Regions from separate parts of the Mus musculus genome. Here all the other regions are linked to region 3. A link is a contact called in public Hi-C data. All regions are on one chromosome and are shown on one strand. Each heading gives the region's core, a stretch centred on a gene start, on an enhancer-like site or on the middle of the called end of the contact. The rest is flanking DNA. Distances are from core to core; before and after follow the strand shown. Region 1 overlaps Slc1a2 (solute carrier family 1 (glial high affinity glutamate transporter), member 2). Region 2 overlaps Slc1a2 (solute carrier family 1 (glial high affinity glutamate transporter), member 2). Region 3 overlaps Pdhx (pyruvate dehydrogenase complex, component X).

Region 1 (4,015 bases), core at 872-3,371, 300 kb before region 3:
AGTGCTCACTGGCTCTTTTGACGTGCACTGCCGATTAACACTTCAGCAAGTCCAGAATGTAATTTTCCCACCAACTGTGTTTGAGTGTCCTTCCCCATCCACTCACCAGAGCTGGGTATTCCACATCTGTGTTGCTTTGATGCATTCCAATCTTATTGGTGGGAAAACTACTCAGCAAATTTGCATGTATTTGATTACAGATGGGGGAAAACATCTTTTTATTTCTTACTGCCTTTTCCTCCCCATTCCTTGCCTCTTGAGTCATGTGTGAGCTAGCTCGATTTTCTTTGTGGGTACTCATCCTTTCCTGGGTGGTTTTCAAGCTCACATTATGCATATGAATTATTAACTCTTACATCACATGCTACAGATAAGAAACCTCCCTCCTAGACATCTGCCTTGGAAATAAATACTAACTTTTGGCACTGAAAGTATTTTATTTGTATTATATTAAAAGCTGTGAATACTTTTTTTTTAAATTTAGAAACTCAGTTCTGCTCAAATATTTTTTCTATCCACAATTATAACATAATGCTTTCATGAATTTGTCCTTAAATTATTTCAAAAATTATTATTGTTTTTCTTTTGAATAGCCAGTTATCCTGGTAATTTTAAAAGACAAGACAACTTCCTCTCTACTCTTCCTGTGGAGAGAAAGAGAGAAAACATGAACAAGTCTTTCCACAGCAGTGGGAGCTCATGATCTTTGCTTCTCATGGTGACAATCAAGGAGCAGAGGTGGGACTAGAAACAGAGTCAAGGCTTAAGAGCCCCAAGGATGGCCAAATAGCCGGTATCCACTTAAACTTTACATCACAAAGGTTCCAAACAGGGCCGTCATAACAATAGCAACACTGAGGGTGACTGACTGGCTCTTTGATGAATATGGAGACAGGCATCAGAGAGGAGTGTGTTCCAAATTTCTGGCTTCAGAGCATGCTGGGGGGTGTATCATGTCATAGGAAGAATCTCAATATTGGACATTATTATTAGCAACATCATTGGGCCTCTCAGATGGGAGCCAAAAAGCAATGCCAGAGTGTCATCCTGTCAGCACAGGAAAGCCCTAATGTGCTCAAGGACTAGTCTGGGCCAGTTGAGTCTATGTGGATTTGGAGGACATAACCATAAAACCCGCTCAGTAGAAGAATGGGGACTGTCTCCATGCTTCACAAATCATTTCTCCAGTCTCTGTGGCCAAAGACCCTTTGATGATATTTTGGAAAAGTAGACGCAACAAGAAAAATTAATACATTTTAGTGATCCAGGGAGTAAGCGTTGAACAATATGCTTGAGGATCCCAGCCACCAACATTGACTAGGTAACCATCTTAGATCAGTTGTGGTATCTAGGAAACCCTCTGAAACAGTCCCAGGAAGTGGGGAGAGGAATTGAGGGGAACACAAGGACACCGGTTTCTAATAGAAACAGCGGAGGCAGCAAGCCAGAACCACGGTATCTCCTGCATGCAAATGAGAACAAATCCTCACTTTTTACTTGGGTTAATAAGGCTTTTGTAAACAACCCCCCCCCCAACCCAACACACATACCACCTATTCAATTGACTTCTCCTACCATAAGACCAACAGTAGGTATTACAGAGCCCTGACTGTAATCACAAAAGATGTTCTTTCTGTCTGGTAAGTTGACTCCTTGGTCAGTTTAAGATGTGGACTTGGGTGTCTCTTATTTTTTAGCTTCCAGATTTATTGGTCCTGAGTAGGCCTTGGAATCAGCACAGTTCTAAGCTCATCTTTTTCTCCCACTCTGAGAAACTGAGACCCTTCAGAATGTGACCAGTCTTGTTGACACCCCATGTATAACTAGTGTGAGGGAGTAACTATGACCAGGGCTTGAAAATACCTCCAAATGCTGTCTGAACTGGATAAAAATAATGAAAGCAAGACAAACTATAAAGCAACCAGTGCTGTTTGGTTCCTTTGCTTGATTTAAACATTCTTTAAACTCTAATCTCTTCTGCACTATTGTCTAAAAGGATGCAATGGTCTGGACATGAGGAAGCCTTGTTCTCTTAGGTGTCCTATTTTAGATGTAGGAACATGTCAAATGTTCCAGCCTCTAAGGGCGGGCCATGTGGGTGGATCACCATCTGATGCCTGGGACGCCTGAGAGTGAAGTCACTCCACACCACCTTTAGCTACAGATCACATGATTTCCTGCCCTGTCATGGCAGAGACTTGGGGGTTGGCTGGTGGCCATGTGTCTGGGAGTTTGACTGTATGTCAGGCTCCCCAGTGGACTGTTCAAAGCTTGTGTTCATGCTAAAGAGTGTCCAACATGTTTGTCCAGCATTCTCCCAGTTAGTGAGCCCAACTCAAGATGAGTCCCAGGGGCTGGATGCGGTCCATGCAGTCATTTTGTTGGAATAGCATTTCTGGCATGGAACTATGGGTCATTCAAAAGTTCCTCATTATGTTTTGCTGTTGACAGCTGACATAATTTTTTCTCAGCCCAATTCATGTGCACAATCAGAAGTGCTTCAAGATTTACCCTAAGATGGAAACAGGGACTGAAGGACAGAGGACTTGGCAGGCACTGAGTAGCTCTGAGAATCCTGAACCAACTAAATATTGTGTTGCCTATCAGCAGCTAAATTAGAATTGTTCCTAGTTACTGCTAATTTTTTTTTTGCTGTGTCATTCTGGTTAGTTCTTTGTCCTGCCTCTAAAACTAACTCTCTCTCTCTCTCTCTCTCTCTCTCTCTCTCTCTCTCTCTCTCTCCTCTTCTCTCGCCCCTAGTGCTGGAACTTTGCCTGTTACCTTCCGTTGCTTGGAAGATAATCTAGGGATTGACAAGCGTGTGACCAGATTCGTCCTCCCAGTCGGAGCAACCATTAACATGGATGGCACAGCCCTTTACGAGGCTGTGGCAGCCATCTTCATAGCCCAAATGAATGGGGTCATCTTGGATGGAGGTCAGATTGTGACTGTAAGGTGAGTGACGTGCATGCAGAGGACACAGAGACATCCGGCTCCCCCAGTCCCACTCCATACCACCCTCACTTGACAGAAGCTCCTTGAGTTTCAGCTCTAGTGAGAACACAGTGAAGGAATTACTGACAGACTTCAAAGGGAGGAGGTTGTAGCAGGAAGGAAAGGGAGTCTGTCCCATCTGTATGTATTGCACATGCCCACTGGCGCCCAGATCCCGTTTGACTGTTAACAGTCCTATAAATTTGGCCGTACAGTTATTTCTATGCTTATCCAACACACAAGGTTGGAAGTATTGTGGTTTATCCAAGGCTACTCATGAGCTGGCATGGCATGGCTGTAGCTGTGGTGACTTTTACTTATTCTGGGCCCAATTAGTCTGTTATTAAAATATTGTAGGTGAGAGAGTTCAGTGGATGAAAGGTGCTTGCCACCAGACGTTAACCCTGAGGCCCTACATAATGGAAAAAGACAACTACCTCTTAAGTTGTCCTCTGGTCCCTATACATGTACTGTATAAACACCTAGACATGCCAAATTAATATTTAAAACATGCTGCTTTCACTATTCCAAGGTACATGGTGAACTACAAAGATTCCTCAGTACAGCATAGATTAGTTGAGTGAATACTTTTTTGTAAATAAGTGGTACACGGCTCTGCTTTCACTGAAGCTTTTATTTACTCTCTGGCTTTATTTTTTTTTTTAATTGAGAACATTGTCCGGAGAGCTCATCTAAAACGAGCTGTTTCACCACAGACTCAGATCTTATTTGTAGTCATTGAACGCTTCAGTCTCCAAACCGCTCAGTGTTGCACTGACACTGTACCATAAGGTCATTTTAGTATCGCCATATCTACTCCAATTAGGAGCTTCTGGTAAATCAGAAGACAGTTTCTGCCTCTAATTAAAGTAGAAGAAAAACAAAGCAAAACAAACAAACAAACAAACAAAACAGTTAACTACCTCCTGGTCCCACTTACATCTCACCCCCACTCCCAGAGTATCAAAGTCCTCATCTACAAATGAGGAAGGTCTTTAGCACTGGGGACTGTGAAGTGGCA
Region 2 (3,668 bases), core at 1,089-3,588, 330 kb before region 3:
CACTCTGCAGTGATCACAGGAAGTGGCTAACTCTCCAGCCCCTGTTTCCCACCTTTTAGGTTTATCCTTACTCTCATCACCCAGATCCACTTACAAAACCCATTACAAAAATGATTTTCATGAATCAAGAAACAAACCCTAGAACCTTTGGCCCTCGAGTGCTTTAGAGAACTAGGCAGGGTTGGGAATTTGGTTTACCATTTCTCTAAGCCAGGGGCCAGCAAACATTTCCATGATGAGCCATGGTCTGCAACTTCCACTGAGGTGATGGTAGGACCAGAGGACAGAGGAGTATTTGACTAGGCTACCCAGTTACTTGAGTATAGTAGCAAAACCTGAGCTTTTGATGTTGGAGTGACATGAGTTTCTCCTGTGGTTGTGTTGTTTGGTACATGATTTCAGGCAAGCTAAATGTTCTCAATATCTTCATTTAAATGTGAGAGTTATAATAACATGACACAGTCCTGCCCTTCTAGCCCTTAGAGCGGCTCTTAGGAGGATGAAGCAGAAAATAGTCACTGTCCCCCAAAGCTCTTAGATGTTAATGGTATCACCAGGACCACTTAACCTGCTGAGTGAGTGTATGAGTGTAGAGGTAATCTGCTAAATCTTGCCACCCACAAGAGTTCTCTGGATTAGCAAATGAAAACACACACACACACACACACACACACACACACACACACACACACACCCTTTATACTTTGATAAGCTTTAACTAGCTCAATAACTGGGCCACTCCTGAACCTTCAAGTGGCTAATGCACTCCCCTCCAATACTCCTGATAATATTTGCTAAATATATATTTCCTCTCTGCTACCCCAGACCAAAGTGGCCCCTGGGTCTGCTTCCCTGACCTTTATGTGGCTGGATGCTTTCTCTCCTGCAGCTCTTAAATCCAATCTCTCTGCTTCCCCATCATGGCAATTCTGCTCCTTCTTCTTCCCCTCATCCCTTGTCTGGGAATCCTAAAAGTCCTACTCCTGTCTCCCTGTCTAGCCATTGGCTCTTAGTGACTTTATTGACCAATCAAAAATCAATTGGGGACAGGGATCCTCAGCGTCTGGCCGTGTAGATTCCCATGTGATTATCTGTATTAAGACAAAACATTAGAACTAATCCCTAACAACTAAGAACAACTACTCAAGAGAGAAAAATAATCATGTGCAATACATTTTAAAAAGCTGTAGGATTCTTTTTAATGCTTTCCCTCCAAAAGAAACGACAAATACTTGAGGAGATATGTATGTTTAATTCAATCTATACATTTCACAGTATGTTTAGGTATTCAAGTGTCACATGGTAATTTGTATATTTTTACATGTTTATGTATCTTATGTTAAAATAGGTTTAAATAAAAGATCACGGTTTACTGACCGAATCTATCTGGGTCTCCTTCAGAGAGAGTTGTGCTGAGAGTGTCAAGAAATATTTCATCAGCATCTTCTTTGGGGAAGGGCTGAAGGGCCCAGATGCTCTTTTGCTTTGCATGGCCATAGAGTACTGGGACTAAGTTATGGAAAATTGTCATTCTTTCTCCAAAACCTAGTATCTTGACCACTCAGAGGAAAACAGTACTTTCAAACTGGTCTGAACATTACTCTTAGCCAGAGTGAATTAATGTCAAGCTTGGGATGAAGATCTTCGGAGAACCTAAGGTAAGGGGTGATGACAGGTTAGAGTGGCCTTGGTGGGCCAATCCTGGTGACTTCATCCTATTACCCCTGCTTATGCAAACACCATTGCCATCCCTAGGTCTCAAGCACATGCCCTGATGCCACCCAAGTGGCTGTCATGTTAGGAGGAAGTTGTCTTGCTTTTCATAAGTGAGTTTTGTGGGTGAATCAGCAGCTGTGAGCTTGACACGGGTGTCTTAGTAAGGCTGGAGAATGAGAAGTTTGCTTGAGAGCAGTAAGATAAAACAAAGCAATCCTTATTTACACACACGCTTGCAAGCACACACACACACACACACACACACACACACACACACACACACACACGGATAATTGAGATCAGTTCTGTGACCCATTAAGGAAACAACACATGTGGACATTATTCTCATCTTAAAGATCTAGGCTCTTCTAGTCACCATGCACAGTGAAGAGAACCGGGCTTTGATGGAGACAGACAAGAGCTGTGATTCCCAGGCCTACCCTTTCTCAGCTACTTGACAACAAGCAAGTTAGTCAACATTGTCCAAACACTGACTAAAGGCATTCCTCACAGTGTACAAAACATCTCCCGTAAAAGATGCTGTAAAGCCCTGCTGTCAAGCCAGCTCTTATAGGCTGTGAGCACAGCACACAGTCTATAGCACCTACCCCCACGGTAGACTTGTAAAGAAAAGGCTGAAGTCATAGCTGGGTGTCTGAGCACACACTGAGTCATTACTCTTGAGAGATCTACTTTTAGACCATTGATAATAAGGAGACAGCAGAGAAGAACACGAAGGCCCCTCCAGCCCCTATAACTTGCCAGTCACATGTTGGTCTTTCTTTCTGCATTGCCTCAGAAGTGAGATCAATATTGTTTTCACATTTGTCCCTAGGGAATCTACTCAGAGTTATAAATTATGTGACATCCTTGGTAAAATAAAAGAGATTCACTGTTAAACTACCCGATGCTTACGTTTGAGGATGGTTTCATCTGTACAGAGAGGGAATCCAATTTTAGAGGAGCCAGGCAAGAGAAAATTTATATTCCACTAGAAAAGCATCACAGAGTTCTTGATGAAGAATGTTAATTGATACTTGGTGTTTTTATCAGGAAGGCAATAGAGACTGGTGGAGACTGTTGTAGTGGAGTCTTGTTGAAAGTTTTTTTTTTTCTCATTTCTAACTGACAGCTACCACTCAGAGGTGAATTACTTAATGGTTATGTTTTTCATATTTTAAGAGATGTAAAATATGGATTTTGAAATGAAACCAATCTGCCTTTATGTGTGGTTAGTTCAAACATAAAAGCAACAGCCTTGAGCCAACCAGGTAAGCCACTGATTCAAGACAAAACCTTGCCAAACTTCAAATTGAAGGGTTTGTAAGTTGAGCAGGAACAAAGCTTTCTTCAGAGACTCTTGGAAAGAAAGGCCTTTAACCTGGGTACTCAGGAGTAAATGTTAATGATGCAGTGGCCAGCACGGTGCCCTTACCTCTTCCAGATAGAGAGTTATGATTTGTTAGCATCTTGGACTAAGGGAAGAACAAAAGTTCTTTAAACAAAAATGTACCACATAATTTTTCTGGGTAGGTTATGATGTAAACCTCTTCTCTTTCTCTCCATAAAGTACAGTATCTGTCTCTTACTAATGAACTGCAGAGTTGGGTCTGGTCTCAAGTAAGGTACAAAAGGCTCAGTGTACGCTGAACGTAGCCTCAGAAAAACTGGGAGATCGTGGGTGGAGGAAGAAGGCAAGACTGTGCAGGACACAAAAAGCCTGACATTTCTGTCTTCACTCAAAGCCCCTCTCTGTATGTGAGTCCAGAGGTCTTTTTCAGGAAACACTGTAGACCTCATCTAACCCCATTACTGCATTTTGTCCTAATGTTTAATTCAATCTTCCAGTTTTACTCAATACCCAATAAATGGCTGCCACTGTGCATGCCATATTATAGAGGATCCAACAAAGACAGATGTGATCTTTGTTTGCGTGTCATAATTCTGAGTTG
Region 3 (3,802 bases), core at 773-3,272:
GAATCTTTTTTCCGTAACTTACCTGTCATATATTGATTTTTTTAGGAATAATCAGTCATGCTTTATGGTACATGCTACAAATACTGTTTTTTTCAGTTTATCACTAGATTCTTTTTATTTGGCTTGCCATCTTTTCTGTTATATAAATTTATTACTATCGTTATTACTTTGTCTTATGTGTACGTGTTTGACATGTACATATGCACGTATACAGCGTGTGTGCCTAGTGCCCATGGTGGCCAGGAGAAAGTGCTAGATCCCCAGAACTGCAGTTACTGGCAGTTGTGAGCTACCATCTGGGTACTGGGACTCAAACCCGGATCTCCTGGAAGAGTCAGTACGCTTAACTGCTGAGCAGTTTCTCAAGCTCTACGAAAACTTTTTCATCAAATTTAACACTTACTGCCTTCTTGACTATAGATTCTGAGAGGCAGAGAATTCATTACACTGTCAGCTATATAAGAATCTATCAAGCTTTTTCCTAGTACTTGTGACAAATGTTTTTATTTTTATACAGTATCTGACTTATTGATAATTTAGTCTTGGCACAACACAAACAATGAATATAATACTGTGTGTTTTCACACTTAAAACATCCATGAGTATTTACTGCTCCATTTTCTATTCAGTTCCACCAGTCTGTGTTTTGAAGCACCTACCGCAGATTTAACTGTAGAGGCTTAGGGCCCAGTAAGTAGCAAGCCAGTCCTCCGCTGTTGCTGTTGTTTCTTTTTTAAGAGTGCCCCTTATATTCTTTCTTATTTATTTGTCCTTTCTATTGGAAGCACTTTCCTGGCTCCAGGAACATATGCAGACACAGACACACACAATAAGGTTTTAAGTTAAGCAGCATGAGAATGATTTTGAACCTAAAAGCCACAAAAAAGAACTAAAAGTTGGAAGGGAAAGCCTTGAAGAGTTCACCATTATGTGACAGTGAAAAGAGTCTGATATACCAATATGGTAAGTGTTTATTCACACAAATCTACACCAACTAGCAAAGAAACACATCTGCTTCCTTCCTATCATGCATTACGTAAACTACATGGTGCAACAGGAACCAAATGATCAAGTCATCCAGCAGGGAAGAACATCAGGAACACAGCTGCTCACCTTCCTTTCTCAGCCATTTCACAATGTTCCCTTGCTCCATCGTAGGAGACAGTGATGGCATTAGGACCTTAATAGGATCCGCTGAAATTAAAAACAGAAAAGATTAACCAAACAGGCACACAAAAATGCTACATACTCACATTCACATACCAACACAAATATTACACACACACAAATACTACACTATACATACATTCATACTACACACACTCATGTACTAACACACACATACAATGTCCCTCACAATCTATTGAAAAAGGACACACCAAAAGTATACTGCAAATTGGAAATGAAGTGACTACGGAAAAACAAAACATTAATACTTAAATAACTTAAATATTTAGAATACTTTCAGATCCCTTTTCATGGCTAAAAGACACAGAACAAAAACAAGATAGGGCTCTAATATCCTATAGCATAACAATCAGGATCAGATCTAATAACTTAACTTCTAATCCTATGCTATTCAATGTACAACTGTATTGGGCAGGAAAACCTAGGAGTTAAGCAGACCTTAGATCCCAATAGGTGCTATAAAAACATCCCCTTGACTCAGGAGACCTCCAGGAAAGCATAGTTAAGAAACTACTTTCTCCTTAGGTACCTAAAGGGCACACTATACAACCATCCAGCATCCTTCCCAAGAGGCTTCACTGTTTAGGGCCTCACTGGAAATGCGTGAGTCTTTTACATTACAACTTATATAAAAGTTATTCTGGCAGAATGCCAGAGCAACAAATGCCATCCCCAGAAGTCATCAATGGAATGTCTTTGTCCTAAAGGACTCTCAGAGGTCTGTGGCACAGGCTGCACCCATTGCAAACATGAGGAGGACACATTATGCTTGCCATCTCTTTGTTAATGTTACAGGGTTAAAAGCAAGAGCATCTCACACACGTTTAAGGAAGTCAGATATTTATTTCCTTTTGGAAACCAACTGAGTTTACTGTAGTTTCAAGTGGAAAATGCCTATGGCCTCATAATAAAGGCATTTTCAGTCCTTTCAAGTATACAATAGTCACAGGAAAACTCTCTGCTCTTCACTTCTCTCTGAAAGACCAGAAATAGCACTTATACAATGTCTTCATTTCTTTAAAAAATAATTTTTTTGTTAGTGGAAAATGTGTGTCTTCTCAGGTCTTCCATGGTCTGGGTGCTAATCAATTTCCTTCCAAAGGAAGGTCTGCAGGTCCAATTCTTTCTGTTCCAATCACTAAGGTTCTGTAGGATTGAGGCAGCAATTCACACACAACCTCTCACCCACAACCAAAAGGACCAAAGTCTAATAAATACAGGGCTGGATTGAGAAGTCCACCCACAGATGTCCATGGATATTAAGGCATTCCCCATTCCAATCAAGCCATCAGTGTTTAGACTCTACCTACTCATTTGATCTCTAGTCACCTGACTTTCAGTTGGCATCAGTCTTAAAAAGCTAGAAAAGTAGAATGGCCACTTGTAATGGCTCAACAATGAGAGTCTAAACTACATGTCCTAGTATAGCATTCACATTTTCAATCAAAAGACTGTAGTTCAGACCTCCTGCCTAACTTAAGGCTAGCTTCTACTATGCTATGGTACTTTGTGTCTCTGTGTACCTTAATGTCCATTAAATGCAACTCATCAATTAATTACTGGTTACTGGTAGCCTAGGGATCAACCACAACAAACCAGACGGATCAACCACAGATGTATCAACTCCACATGAATATATTTTATAAGTCTAACAAAATACCTAATATACCTTTACCTCGGGTATATAGAACTGCAGCATTAAGAAAGCACTTTTACAAATGATGATGAGTGTTTCAAATGCACTAGAGAGCAGTTAATCTCAAGCTATCTCAAGAGAACAGATATAAATATGTGCTGGAGAGCTAGTGAGCTAGCTTAGTACGTCACTTGCTGCTCTTCCAGAGGACCAGGGTTTGAGTCCCAAACTCACATGATATCTTATAACAATGTGTAACTCTAGTTCCAGAATATTGAGGAGCTCTTCTGGCCTCTGAGGTACAAGCATAAATGTGGTACACAGACATACATGCAGTTAGAACTTCTATACATTCAAAATAAAGTAAATAATTTTAATTTTAAAAATGAGGGGAAAACAGATTCAATGGGTCTCCTAACTCCTAAGTTATCAGCAAAGAGGCTGGAGAACAGAGGCATTCCGCTCGTGTCTACTCTGGCTTTCATTAACTATCACCAATAATCTCATTTAATTCCAAACTGAAGTCTAGTTAAAATAAACTACAACTACAAAACAGCTCTAAAAGTGTTTTTCTTAGTCAAACTAATCTTTGTGCACTAAAAGAATTAGGATTCTAGATAGGTAGAAATGATGCAAAGGTCTTTGTACCACCTCAATACACTGTTATCTATGAGGAGACCATCAAAGTCTTAATTAAATCAAGTGGACGTAGGGGAGCCTACTTAGAGCAAACACACATACACATGGTACAATTCCAAACTGCAATGATTGGACTCTTGTAGTTATGAAAATTTTCGGCACGTGTTCAGAAGTTAATACACGACACACATTTTCAAGTAATAAAATGAGCTTTTAAATCTCGGATTGTGATGGAGCTGATTACTGCTTTTCATGGCTTACTAAACAAATGAAGACAACTGCTAAGGAATGCTTATCAAGTGCAACTCTCAACAGTTATTTTTTAAACTCATAGAGACA

What was found. Hi-C and Micro-C count contacts between places; a contact is called where the count stands out from the background.
Region 1: a Hi-C map of bone marrow-derived macrophages shows a contact between it and region 3, with 23 read pairs. The contact joins two enhancer-like sites. A contact is called at or near these places in 1 of 15 datasets of contacts at CTCF or cohesin (the NIH/3T3 cell line), 1 of 484 Hi-C or Micro-C datasets (bone marrow-derived macrophages), 2 of 115 datasets of contacts at active chromatin or transcription factors (CD8 T cells and regulatory T cells) and 2 of 9 other capture datasets (adipose tissue and pancreatic islet).
Region 2: a Hi-C map of bone marrow-derived macrophages shows a contact between it and region 3, with 31 read pairs. The contact joins two enhancer-like sites. A contact is called at or near these places in 2 of 15 datasets of contacts at CTCF or cohesin (CD8 T cells and the NIH/3T3 cell line), 2 of 484 Hi-C or Micro-C datasets (Th2 cells and bone marrow-derived macrophages) and 1 of 115 datasets of contacts at active chromatin or transcription factors (effector CD8 T cells).

The regions. Positions count from the first base shown.
Region 1 is chr2:102,758,255-102,762,269 of GRCm38.p6, forward strand. It overlaps Slc1a2 (solute carrier family 1 (glial high affinity glutamate transporter), member 2), which reads left to right. Exons shown (of 11, transcript NM_001077514.4): 8 at 2,761-2,955. Among named protein-coding and RNA genes, the nearest start is that of Gm13872, 14 kb to the left of the region's middle. Within about 2 kb of position 2,122, at least 50 of the 459 cell types and tissues checked have an H3K27ac peak or open chromatin away from gene starts, as enhancers often do. A contact at or near this core is called in bone marrow-derived macrophages, where this site is marked.
Region 2 is chr2:102,722,938-102,726,605 of GRCm38.p6, forward strand. The region is part of intron 1 of Slc1a2 (solute carrier family 1 (glial high affinity glutamate transporter), member 2); the gene reads left to right. Among named protein-coding and RNA genes, the nearest start is that of Gm13872, 22 kb to the right of the region's middle. Within about 2 kb of position 2,339, at least 21 of the 459 cell types and tissues checked have an H3K27ac peak or open chromatin away from gene starts, as enhancers often do. A contact at or near this core is called in bone marrow-derived macrophages, where this site is marked.
Region 3 is chr2:103,057,384-103,061,185 of GRCm38.p6, forward strand. Pdhx (pyruvate dehydrogenase complex, component X) reads right to left here. Exons shown (of 11, transcript NM_175094.5): 2 at 1,114-1,194. Among named protein-coding and RNA genes, the nearest start is that of Pdhx, 14 kb to the right of the region's middle. Within about 2 kb of position 2,023, at least 11 of the 459 cell types and tissues checked have an H3K27ac peak or open chromatin away from gene starts, as enhancers often do. A contact at or near this core is called in bone marrow-derived macrophages, where this site is marked.